Linked DNA regions of Mus musculus: region 2 is linked to region 1. A link is a contact called in public Hi-C data. All regions are on one chromosome and are shown on one strand. The core of a region is the stretch at or near the end of the contact, and the rest is flanking DNA. Distances in the headings are between cores, read along the strand shown.

Region 1 (6,691 bases), core at 1,380-3,879:
TCTCTGTTGGGTGCTGGAGAAAGTGAGACAGACACAGTTCTTGCCCTATGGTGCCTCAATCCTAGACCTTGGCAGCCCCAAGCCTTGGCATATGAAGGCCGGCCACTCAATACATTTTTGATGAGTGAATGGGGAAGGTTTGAAATGAGCAGTCTGCTTACACTCAGCAGTCCATGTGCCTGAAGACATATGAAGGCCACTAGGGTAGAGGTGAGCCATGACCAGCCACCACCCATCCCCACCTGAAGCAAGCCTCTAGCTTGGACAGCAGCCTCGTGACTTGCTACATCACCACCATAAAGATTCAACACAGCAATCCTCCAGGACCAAAGCCATCAAGACAGGAAGGGAACTACAAAGCCTTCAGCTTAAGCCTACAAAGCCTTAGTCGTGTTGGAGGGGCCATATGACCTGACACTGAGTTGACCTACTGCTCCAACCTCAAGTTAACTCAGAAGTAGCCACACTGCTAAGGACTACCCCTACCCTCCAGGACCACAGCCTACCCAGGCCTCTCTCCTATAGGAAGGTGCTTTTAAAGGTGGGCTGCTGATGCTTTCAGGTCAGGGATGTCACCAAGAGCCCACGTGGATGATGACAGCCACAGGCCTGGATATCTATCGTGCATCCTTCTAACCTGCCCAGGCTCTGCACAATGCTGATATAGCAGAATCTAGAACCATCCTCCCCACTCCCCCCTCATCTCCAACCCCGTGAGAGAAGCCTCTGAAGAAAGATGGCAGCGAGGTCATCCTCAGGAAGGCCCTCCTCCAAGAAAGTAATGTGAGTATTCAAGATGGGAAAGACAAGTCTTGGGGAGGTGCAAATCAATCGAGAGAAACAAGAACATCTGGGAAAAAAAGTTCCCAGAATCCACTATGAGGTGCATTGGAAAGGGAGTTTCCACAGATTCCTGAAGAACTATGTTCGTCTCCCCACCACTCCCCACCTCCCCTGCAGCAAGGTTCATTGCTGTCACATATACTGTGGCTCTTGAGGGTCCAGATGAGAGGTCTCTGACCACGGCCCATGCTCTACATTCAACCCTCAGGACAACCAGTGGTTGGTGGTTGAACCCCTTCTACTCCACTTAGAAGGATCCAATGGCTGGGAGCATCTGGTTGCCAGCCCCCAGAGACCATGCAGGGACCATTCTGTCGGTCCTTCCCATATGCCTGTCAATGTGGGACCCCTGTTTGCATGAAGCCGAGCACAAACCTCTGCCACACAGTATTGCGAGCCCAACATCTGTGTGTCCCTCTCACTCTCCACACACTCAAGCATGCATCCGTGTCACACACTCAATCCATGTCACTCCTCTCCCACCTGAGGGGATAGCAGCACCCTCCCTACCAGGAGGACATCCCGGCCTGGGACCTCCTACTTGGTACCTCTCAAGCGGCCTGGGATCTCCTACTTGGTACCTCTCAAGTTGTCCTACTCTTTGTCACCAGGAAGACATCAGGACAGACACCCCTACATTGTAGCTCTCTGACAGTTCTTCTCTTTTCCAGATGTAGGAGATTCAGTGGTCCCTCTCATCTCTTACCCTGTGAGCATCAGCATCACACACACACAGTCCGAGTCACTCACGTGTCACATGTCACAACAGGGTAAGAGAGAACACAGGGTTGCCAAGAATATTGACTAACTAGGATCTTGCCTCCTCTGGGTATGGAGAAGCAATTGATGGCTGATGTGGTCAGACTGAGGTACCCAGAGAGTAGTCTGGCCAAACCATTGTACCTCCAGAAGCTGTTAAAGGACATCCGGGCACACAGTGGTTGGAAGTGAAGACTTGGGGAAGAGAGGAGCCCTGGAGAGTGGGGTGGGGGCGAGCTCCAAATACTTCTGCTCCTCCACTGGGAGACAGGCACTGCTCCAGCCTGCTCTCCTTTCCAGAAAGCTAAGAGATACAACACCCCTGGCAGACAAGATGACCTGAAGGGAGATGGAAACAAGACAAGGCCCAAGAAGCCGAGGGTGGGGGGTGGGGTACCTGGAAAAAAAAAACATGCGCCTTGCTTCTAGATGCCAGAAAAAGGTCAACTCCTCTAGGAGATCAGCTTTGCCTTTGCAAACTAGTTTGGGCACCTTTCTATTTCTACTGCACCCACGCCCCCCGTAGCCCACCAAATAGATCCATGGCCTGCTGCTGTCTTGGGTCTGTGTCCCTAGTCCAGGGCTTCTCAAGCCCAAGGTTCTAAGTGTGCCGGTGTTCAGAGGGTTCCATGCGCTGAAAGGTGGGGAGGCAGGTTGGCCCGCCAGAACGTGGAAGTGGTTTGGGAACAAGGCACGGCCCCATCCCCCATCAGAGCCACCGCAGTCCTGCATCCCTCCCCGGGCTAGAGCACCGGCCCGTAAAAGCGACTTCAAAGGGCCGGTGCCTAGTGTCTGAGTTTCCACAGCCTGCTCGGCTCCTCAGCCAGGCAGAACTCAGACATCCAAGCGGACCCTATTCTGGGGGCTTCAATAAGCGGGTGGGGGGTGCGGGGTTTAGCCTGGGAAAGTGAGGGGCGGGTCCTCGGAGCCCCCAAAGTGGGAGGGTCGGGAGTCCGCGGGACCAATCGGTGTGCGCGCGGGGCGCGGGCACGAACGGAGGGGGGATCGGGGGCGGGCAGCCCGGGGGCGGGGCGCGGCGGCCAGGCGGCGGCAACAGCGGCGGCGACTCCTCCGTGTCCGGCTCCAGCTCTGGCTGCAGCTCCGGCCCGCGATGACCCACTCGGTGACCCTGCGCGGCCCTTCACCCTGGGGCTTCCGCCTGGTGGGCGGCCGGGACTTCAGTGCTCCCCTCACCATCTCGCGGGTGAGTCCGACCCCCGCGGGGCAGCGGGGTAGTCCCGGGGCTTAGACCTTGTCCTTGTAGTAGACCCAGGACCCAGATCCTCGACGTGTCGAAAGCTTGAAAGCAGAGTGTTGGTCTTGGTGACCCACATAATGTGAAGGGGGGTTCCAGCAGGGCAACACAGTCCCACCCCGCTTCCCGCACAGCCTGCCTGCCCCGTTTGGTGGTGAGAATCCCCAAGAGTTCATACACCAACTTCCCGCTGCTAAGTTTCTTTAGGGGAAGTTGCTGTGGGCCAGGGAAGAACCCTCAGACATGGGCCAGGAGTCTGGACAGCTCTACAGAGGCCCAGAAACTCCTCAGATCCAACCCTGCCTGAAGTTTTGGGGCAAAGTAACTGAAAACCCACTTCCCCTGTTAAAGGTCCGGGTGGCCTTAGGAGGGTCTTGCTGTCCTCGGAAGTCCACCCACTTCCCCACTCTGAACTTCAGTTTCTCCTCTCTGGCCTCAGTCACTCTGGGGGAAGTGACCAAGAGGGACTGTTAGCTTCCAGGCAAGGGGGAGACAATGAGGCATGGTTCCCCCTCCTTACAAACCAACACAAAGCCATGGACCAGGACAGCCTCAGCCCAGTTCCCCACGGGTCCCAGGATCATACCCTGCTCCTAGATCTAAGGCAGAGGCAAAGAGGAGGGGGCACAGCCCTGGAGAGGGAGTTGGTCTGAAGATAGAGCAGGGAGGAGCTCCGGCCTGAGGCAGGGATTCCCCAGCCTTGGAGCCAAAAGAGAAGAGAACCCAGGCTCTGCCCTTAGTGGCTCTGGGTCCAGAAGGAGGGGACAGATGTGGACATCCCTTCACCCCACAGAGGCTGCTTGAGTCTTTGGGGAAGTGTGTCGGGGGACTGGAGAACCACTTTGCTGCTTCTTCTGGCCCTGAAGGCTGGGCTAAGCTTTCGAGATTTCTTTTTCAGTTCTTGGGAAGAGGTAGTCACTGGGTGGGTGTGGAATTGTGGAATCCTCTATATGGGGGCCTGGGTGACAGGCAGGACCAGCTGTCCTAGGAGGCTTCCAACATCTGTCTTTACCACTAGGTCCCTGGGGCCAAGTGAGGTATGCCTTCAGCACATCCCTGTGACTTTCATCTCCTTGTTCTCCCTAGAGATCCCCGCTGGGGGTGGGAAGTGGGGGGGGGGGGGCAGAGCATCTATGTCTGCCTGGTGGGTCTGTGTATCTACAAAGAAAGAACGGTGAGGGTGTTAGGCCAGCCGGCAGGCCAGGCACCCTGGGTGTGAGGCCGCTGACAGGCTCAGTGGCCGTGGCTGACTGCTGGAGGCGGCTGAGAGCTAAGACATCTGTTGCCCACGCGGCTGCCTGTCCAACAGGGAAAGGCCTTCAGTCGTCAGCAGAGGCTGCCCAGGCCTTGTTTGGCACTGATGGGGACTTGGTGGGAGGAGATGCAGGCCCCTGATGGACCATTTGGGAGAGAGGAATCCCCTTTTTCCTCCAGAGTCATGTGGCAGGAGCTCAGACATACGGAGCCAGGGTAACTGAGCCTGGGTTAGGGTGGGATTTGGGAGATTTACAGAGCTGGGGAGGTACAGGCCACAACTTGCCTAGCAGGTACCTCAGGGGCAAGAGTACAGGGGTTGGTGATATAGGTGGGGGTGCCCTCACGAAAGGGCTTGTAGATCCTTTCTGTGTTCTCTCAGAGCCCCTCCTATGTTTCCAGAGTCTCCCTTACCCAGAGTCCAGTAGAAACGGACAGCCTCATGCAGACAGTGGGTGGCTGATTGTTAAGCTGGGCTGGGAGCTTACAGTCTTGGCCCAGGAAGTGTCTAGGAACCCCAAGAATAATGTGCAGGGCTTCTTCCTTATAGACAAACTGTAATGACTACTGGTCTTCAAGCATCACAATGTGCCAGGCCCCACCCTATCGGGTGTTGGAAGCAGCACCTCCCCTGCAGCCAGTCCTTGGAAAGAGTGTTGATGCATGCCTAGCCTCTGGTAGAGATGTCATATGCCACGACTGTCACTGGAAGTCCCCAAAACAATCCTTAGACTCCTGGCCTCATATGGTAGATTGAGAGGCTGAGGCACAGAGAAGTTAAAGAACACAGAGCAAGGGGCTGTGAGCAGAAATCTGGGTCTGTTTGGAGGTTGCTGTAACTGTTTATGAAGTGATATGACCCTCTGTGGCTCCCACGCACCACAGGCGTCTGCAGTGGGCACAGTCGGGGCTGGAATGCAGCAGGTGAGAGACTGATTCATACCCCAGATTCCCATCTGACCTCATTGCTCCCCTCCCCCTTTTTCTTCTGTCTGTCTGGTTATCTTGTACTGCACAGCGAGACAGTTGACCAAGTTCCACTCCATCCAAGGATGCCCTTGTTTAGAACATTCCATGGTTCCCAACCCCATGAGAAATGCCAGCATCTCTCACCCCAGGGACCGCAGACCCTGCAAAAGCTAGTCCCTGCAACTTTTCTGCCTTGATCACTCCCACAATCCCTTCACTAAGGATGCTATAAGCCACACAAGTCTCCTGCTTTCTTGCCTAGATAAGCCATTGTAATGCTGGGTTTCTACCTGGAATGTTACCCCTTCACCTGCGATACACTCTTCCTTTTGCAAAAAAAAAAAAAGCACAGTGGTTAACACTATAAGTTTTGCTTTGGACCCACCTGACCTAGGTTAGAATTCAGACTCAGCCATTTATTAACTAAACATGTCTTTGTCTTCTTTGCACCTCGGTTGCCTAGTCTAGGAAATGGGCTTGCCTTGAGAACTCAGGAGACAATGCTTAGAGAGGGCGGCTGGGAGTCACGGTTTCCTGGCTTCGAGCCCTCTTTGACCAGAACTCCCCAAGCTCAATGGAGCTGGCCACATCCCAGACACCTCTGCTTCCAGGAACTTCCTCCACCTACAGGGACCTGAATGCACCTCTTGTGCTGGCTGAGTCATCTTGTAGCAAGCTAGCCCTAAGGAAGAAGACTCTTGTCCAGTGGGGGGACTGGGCCAAAATGTCCCGGCTCCAGCCCCCTCTTTATTCATCTGTAGGTAGACATGAGAACAGCTTTAGCCTCATCTGGTGACTGAGAGGTTGTCCTGTGCCAGATACGGTAAAGTGCTGGCAGAGATCAGGTATCTATAAAGAACAGAGAGCTCTGAGCAAAAGCTTGACAGGAGAATGGGATTGGATGGTGCCAAGTGGGCACCTGCCCCAAGAGGACAGGCTTGTGCAAGTGCCTAGTGCCCAAGCCCAGCGAGTGAATATTTAGGGTGGACTTGTTGGCTAAGGGATCATGCTTTAGAAGAGAACTTTGCTTGAGGGAGATGAGGAGATAACTCAGTCAGTAAAGAGTTTGTCGTGTAAACACACAGACCTGACTGCGTTTAATCTCCAGCCCCCACATTAAAAAGCCAGGTGCAGGGCTGGGGAGATGGCTCCGTGGGCAAAATGATTGCATAAGGCTCTGAGTTTGAATCCCCAGGACTCACGCAAAAGCATGCCTGTAACCTCAGCACTGGGGTAGGTGGTGACAGACAGAGAGATTCCAGAAGCTCACTGGCCAGAGAGTCTAGCCAAAAGTGGTGCACTCCAGGTTCGGCAAGAGTGCAGGTAGTGGGTGGACCACGCCTTTAATCCCAGCACTCGGGAGGCAGAGACATGCAGATCTCTGAGTTCAAGGCCCGCCTGGTCTACAGAGCAAGTTCTAAGACAGCCAGGGCTACACAGAGAAACCCCGTCTCAAAACAGACAAACAAACAAACAAACAACCCACTACCACCAACAACAAAAAAACTGTCTCTATAAAGACAGAGCAAGACAGTGGATGCCAACTTTGGCTTCTACACACACACACACACACACACACACACACTCATATTTACATATATGAATACCACA
Region 2 (6,691 bases), core at 2,907-5,406, 81 kb before region 1:
CAGCTTTGATACCATTCTTAACTATTGGGAGAACCCAGCAATCATTGTAGAGAAAGCAGTGACCAAGGGTCTTTGAGCTTTTGCCTTGTGAATTCTACATATTATTCCTTTTGAGACAGAAGGGGCCACAGCAGAGATACCTACTGTAACAACGAGCAATTGCAGAGGACTTCAATGTCAAACTTCAGGAGCCAGGGAACAACAACAACAAAGACAGTGGTACCCATATTAAAGCTGTATTGTGAAGGCTCTCTTGCTGCTTAAGGAACTCTTAAGGGTTTTCTCTCTATGTAAAACCTTTTGCATTTCTATTGGATACTACATTTAGGTTGGATTTTAGCTGAACCTCTGACTTTCAGATAAGCACACTGGTTTTTTTTTTAGAATACCAGAAGAGCCCTATTTGTCCTGCTGAAGTCAACCATTGTTTAAGGGAGCCTGTTACATAGACATTAATGGTTAAAGATTACAAGTGTATCTTGTAATTTAATTTGCATAATGAAAAGGGTTTCATTCTTTCTAGAACTAAAACGAGTAGTATAGTTTCTTGTAACTATTTAAAGATAACTGCTACTCCTTGTTAGAAATTAGTAAAATGGACATATGCCATGTTGGTGTAAATACAGCTGAGATGGCTTTATGAAATTTTATTCCTTAAAGGTATCTTTCATTTGGGGTTTCAATGTGTGTGTGTGTGTGTGTGTGTGTGTGTGTGTGTGTGTATGTATGTGTGTGCGTGCGTGCGCGCACTTAAGACTCTCTTCACAAATGATTCCAAGTTGTGTCAAGCCAACAGTTAAAATTAACCAGAACGGGAGCTAAAAATCATTTGTAGAAAATACTACCCAGCCTGGCCAGTACCAGCAGATGTGAAAACTTCAGGCCATGTGCAGCCCAGGAGTCTGAAGCAAGCCATCAACACCATGGTACTGTGAGGTTCATGATTTCAGAGGTCGTCATCTGAAAGGCATTTAGGGACACTCATTAGTCTGCTGCAGCTGTTTTAAGTGACCAATGTGAGGGAACAAATGCACACACATGCAACAGAAACTAAATAACTAATAGACACTGTAGATGCTTAAAGGAGCGAAAGGCTCCACAAGAAACCAGACCACAAAAAAGCATCTCACTAGGATGTAACCAGAACTTAAGCATGTTGTTATAAATAGTTTGGTTTGAAGATAAAGCAAACAGACTTAGCACAGAGGTGATATCAAAGACAGATCAAATCTCCTACCTAGAGCCTTTGGTCCCCACAGCGACGATCAAGAACAGAAGAGATGGGGCTGGAGAGGTGGCTCAGCAGTTAAGAGTGCTTGCTGCTCTTCCAGGCCCTAGGTTTGGATCCCATCACCCATATCTAGCATCTCACAACCACCTGCGACTCTAGCTCCAGGGGATCTGATGCACTCTTAGATATACACACAAACACACACACACACATAAACATTTTAATCTTTTGAAAACTGGAAAAGATTTTCAAGGAAACAAACTAGAACAGTCAAAAAATAAACTTGGATTTAACAAATGACTTTGATGTCTCTATTTGGTCCAAAATTACAGTTGGCACTTTGTGCCGGAGTGACTTTAGATTCTACATAAATGAACACCAGTGACTGCCCCTGAGGAAGACTTTCTCTGTGGGCAGCATATTATTTTAAAAGCTGTTCATAAGCTCACAGGAGTCTGCCAGAAGCTGCCGCGTACCATGCACAGGAAAAGGTTCTTCATCGATAGGATAATGCATCATCAGGTAGAGTGAGGTTCTTCATTGATAGGATAATGCATCAGATAGAGTGATCCTTTAGGCTCTGGTTCCATTTGCATCTGTGATATTCATCAAAACCCACTTCAAAGATGAAACACAAGTTTGTATTTTTTTGTGTGTGGTATTTTGTGGTAGCTCTAGAGTAAGAGATTTTCCATTTACAAGCTGAAATATCTTGGGCAGATTAACTCAGCTTCCTTAGTTCTATTTCTTACTGTGTAATGTTAGTGTAATGAGGATTAAAATAGACGAGGCATGTGTGGCGCACAGCCCCCTGTCCACTGTAACTAACTACTCACCGTCTCATCAATGTAAAGCATCTTTGTTCTCAGAATTCCCATATTCCCCAAATATTGCCCTTGGTGTCCTTCTTGCTCTCTACATTTTTTTTTTCTTTCGAGACAGGGTTTCTCTGTGTAGCCCTGGCTGTCCTGGAACTCACTCTGTAGACCAGGCTGGCCTCAAACTCAGAAATCCGCCTGCCTCTGCCTCCCAAATGCCGGGATTAAAGCCATGCGCCACCACTGCCCAGCTCTCTACATTATTTTTAAACTGTTTATTTTTTATTTTATGTGTGTGTTTGTGTTTTGCCTGCATTTATGGTCCGTATTAGGGTATCAGATCCCCCAGAGCTGGATTTACAGACAGTGGTGAGCTGCCATGTGGTTGCTAGGAATTGAACCCATGTCCTTTGGAAGAGCAGACAAATGCTTTTAACCTCTGAGCCTTCTCGCCAGTCTGCTCTCTACATTTTGAATAATGATAGTAGCTGCGTTTATTGAGAAGTTACCCTGTTGTAAATATGCATAAATTCATTTAGTACTTAGAACAAGTCCAGGGAGATGAGGAAACTTATCACAATGTAATAAAGCAGGGAGCTGAACCCCACGAGTTTAGTAACCCGTCCAGACCTTACAGTCAAGCGTGAGAGCCAAGCAAGCTGTGAAGATCATGTGTCAATCACTGGGACATAGCGACCTCAGCTTAAGCACCAAAGCAGATACTTCTGAACTCTGGTATTTACACCCTGTGTGGCAAGAACAACAGAGCTAGAGCTACGTCAGTGTAATTTCCGTCTCTGTGGGTTGAGTCTCAGTGATGAAAGTTGCAGTAGTAGAAACACAATGTCAAATCAGTTAACAGTGATAAAGGACCTGCAGGTAAGGGTGCCTGCAGATAAGCTCAGTAGCCTGCTTTGATTCCTGGAGGCCACACGGTAGTAGGAGAAACTGGCAGAGGCAGGGTGTCCTCTCATCTCCATGGCTACAAGCACCCACTTTCATATATACACCCACTTACTCATGCTCATACACACACACACATACACACACATGTATACACACACATGCATACACACATGCACACACATGCACACAATAAATAAATAACACACTCATTTCACATGGTCACACACTACTGACATGCACTTTTCTTACACTGGAAAGCTTTTCTGTGCCCTTTCAGGCTTGTCTCTACCCTCTGGGCACACCCTGCAGGCAAAGTTTGAAATGAGCTTAGGGAAAGGCTACCTCCCAACAGGAAAAGAGTAAGTGCGAGAATTCTGAACCTTTGAGTATTTCTTCTCGTCAAAACCCGATGACGGAAGCAAATCTTCCCTGGAGAGCACCTGCATCTTTCAAGCAGGTGATGACGCTCATGAAAAGATGGAGTGTGCTCAGAAATGCCACCACAGAATGTCGAAGTCAGGAGTAGGTAGCAGAACACTCCTGGACTTGGTGGATACCAGCTCTGTCTCAAGTAACACAGCTAAGAGGAGCGATCTTCAGACCTGCTGAAGAGAAGACAGCTGCCTTCTTTCTCTCTCCAGGCTCTGGCATTTATTCCCTCTCCAGAGTCCCCAGAACTAAAGTATCTGCAGCTGGCAATGATCACACCCTCCCAGAGTGCCCAGGAAGCAAAGACTCTGCTGCTATAGACAATTTGAAGCAACCCCATAGCCCACACCTGGGATTAAAACAAAACCATGTTTACATAACATAACAAAATTCTCAGGACAGCTGTCCCCTCACCCCACAGTAACATGGACTAGACTAGGAACTGGAACAGAGGGGGGGGGTTGACTTCCTCCCCTGCTGGGCCCTGCACATGCGCATGCTAGGGGTGCACTCTCCTTCCAGGCTACAACTTCAGCCTGGCTCTGAGCTTTTAAAGCCTGCTATCTCCTAAGCTTGGCATACCTGGCTTTTAGAACATACACTTTGTAAAACCTGACCCTTGCCTCAGTAATTAACACACTATTGAGGCCACTGAAACAAAAGGCAGTTGACTCATCTCTGACTTCTCTTTTTTTCCTTTCATAGCACACATGCAACACGCTACCATATCCTGTCATCTTTATCTTCCAAATATAGGCCAGGCCCAATCAGTTCTCAGTACTTCCACCACAGCTGGTTCATCTGCTACTGTAACCTCTCCTTGGATGATGCAATGGTCTCAAAAAGGAGCTGCTTCCTTCCACTTCCTTAACCCTCTCCTGTCTTTCTCACAAAGCAAGGAGAAGAGAGCCCTGCGACTTACAGAGCAAATCCCTAAAGCTGTTGTCCTGCCTCCATGGCCCCATATGCCCTTCTGGCTGCTTTCTCTACTCTCTTCAGCTATGGACTCTGCATCCTACACTACCCTACCAACATAACAAGCAAGACACGCCCACCAATACAACAGTGGCATGTGGCATGACCATTAGGATAGTAACTGTGATGGTTTATATATGCTCAGCCCTGGGCGTGTCACTGTTAGAAGGTATGGCCTTGTTGGAGTAGATGTGTCACTATGGGTGTGGCTTTAAGACCCTAATCCTACCTGCCTGGAAGCCTCGTCTATATCACACACTCCAAGGCTCGGGGAGTATCACAGAAAAAGATGGGAAAGAATATAAGAGTGAGAGTGGTGGGAAAGGGTTGGGATATGGAGCACTGTTTTAAGGCCGTGAGATGACTATCAAGCTCTCAAGTTCTCAGGAGCTATGGATTATCAGCACAAATCTTACACAAACTTGAGCCTAGGAACAACCTGCCCTGGCATCGGGAGGGGCTTGTGGGGTCCCACTCTTCCCTGAGGAGTTATAGGCAGTTACCTGTTGCTGGAAAAGAGACATTTTCTATAGTGCTGTAGACACTGGTAAGTTGCCCATAATTCTGCAGATGCCTCACCTGTGTCTGTGTAATCACGTTCATTGGTTCACAAACAACAACAAGTATACGTGAAAGCAGATGAGTGTATTAGTTCCTTAGTTACCTTCCCTGTAAAAATAATTGACACACAATAATACTTGGCAGGAAGAACTTGAGGAAGAAAAAGTTTATTTGAGCTCATAGTTCAAATGTATAGTTCATCATTGTGAGGAAAGCTTGTGACTTCATTACTTTTCTATTGCTATGACAAAACATCGCAACCAAGGCAGCTCATAAAAGAAAACATTTAATTGAGATTATAGTTTCCAGAGGGTTAGAATCCATGGTGGCAGAGGAAAGGCACAGTAGCAGGAGCACCTGAGGGTTCCCATCTTGACCCACAGCAAGAAGCAGAAAGAAAGACAAGGGAATGGCAAAGCCTGCCCTCAGCGACACACCTCCTCCACCAAGGCCACGCCTCCTAATCCTTCCCAAGCAGTTCTGCCAACCTGGGACCAAGGATTCCAACATGCTGGTCTATGGGGTTCATTGTCATCCAAACCACCACAGCTTATAAGCAGGAACAGGAAGCAGTTGGTCACATTGCATGTGTAATCAGGACATAGAGGGATATTAATGCTTTTACTCAGCTCTCTCTCTCTCTCTCTCTCTCTCTCTCTCTCTCTCTCCTTCTCAGTCTCCCTCCCTTTCATTCAGTCAGGGTCCCAGCCCATGCAAGGGCACTGCCCACATTCTTGGTAGGCCTTCCTACCTCCCCACTTCAACTGCCACTATCCTTAACTAAGCCCTCACAGACCAGCCCAGAGACTCATTTCCACTGTCAAGTAGTCATCAAGATATCACAGTGCAGGCCAGTTGGGAAGAGGGAGGTGATGAGCAGGAGTAGGAGGAACATAGAGGACAAAGGTCATAGAGAGAAACACAATCAAGATCCATTATAGACAGGAAGTAGAATGCCATAATGAGACCAGCTATTCTGTATAATCAGTATGTGCTAAGGACGCTTGAAAATAGAACCTGAGCAATAACTAAGGGAAAGTGACCCAAAGGAAAGTATGTGGAAATTGTAGTCAGAGAGATGGAAGAAGACACAGAAGACAGATGGATTATGAATGCTAAGGTTGGTAGTTAAACTGTCTTCCATGGCGTCCTTACAAAAGCAAATCTTAGGTACCATATTAGCCCAAGTACAAAAGAGCTAGAGAGCTATTACCCAGGAGACAGGGAGTCAACCTCAGAACATGCCTTACTGGCTGCGTTATCTATCATCTATCTATCTATCTATCTATCTATCTATCTATCTATCTATCAATCTATCTATCTATTTATTTTTGCATCACTGTGACAGCACAGTGGCTTACTCAACTCAGGCTCACTCCAGAGGAATAAAGTCCATCCCGATGGAGAAGTTCTTAGCCTGTGGTGACTGGGAAACAGCAATGGTGGAAGGAGAGTGCTCAGCTGATATTTCTCCTTTCGCCATATTTATTCAGTCTATATAGTGGCCATCATGTTCAGGGCTGACACTGGGTGGAACCTCTCTGGCTACATCCTCACAGGCACATGCCAAAATGTTCATCACTGGCTCTCCAGAGACTTCTACTTTAAAACAAAACAAGGTTTCATTCTGCAGCCCAGGCTGGCACCACAGTGTGGTTATCCTCCTGTCTCAGCTTCTCAAGTGCTGGGATCTCAGGTATGAGTCACCACACCCAGCTCCCTGGGTGTTTGCAATCAAGTTGACATTGTCAACCATCATACTGACCATTAA

The links. A called contact is a pair of places that touch in the nucleus more often than the background predicts.
Region 2: a Hi-C map of CD4 T cells shows a contact between it and region 1, with 2.6 times the contacts expected there. The contact joins the enhancer-like site here to the promoter of Pdlim4 in region 1. A contact is called at or near these places in 8 of 484 Hi-C or Micro-C datasets (3T3-L1-derived adipocytes, CD4 T cells, the N1E-115 cell line and 3 more), 1 of 115 datasets of contacts at active chromatin or transcription factors (pancreatic cancer cells) and 1 of 9 other capture datasets (adipose tissue).

Annotation. Positions count from the first base shown.
Region 1 is chr11:54,064,955-54,071,645 of GRCm38.p6, reverse strand. Pdlim4 (PDZ and LIM domain 4) reads left to right here and starts at 2,629. Exons shown (of 7, transcript NM_019417.3): 1 at 2,629-2,806. The coding sequence starts at 2,714.
Region 2 is chr11:54,147,441-54,154,131 of GRCm38.p6, reverse strand. Gm12223 (a long non-coding RNA gene) reads right to left here. Exons shown (of 9, transcript XR_003949549.1): 2 at 862-960. It also overlaps the pseudogene Gm18323. Among named protein-coding and RNA genes, the nearest start is that of Gm12223, 8.9 kb to the right of the region's middle. Within about 2 kb of position 4,156, at least 76 of the 459 cell types and tissues checked have an H3K27ac peak or open chromatin away from gene starts, as enhancers often do. A contact at or near this core is called in the N1E-115 cell line, adipose tissue, muscle stem cells and 1 more, where this site is marked.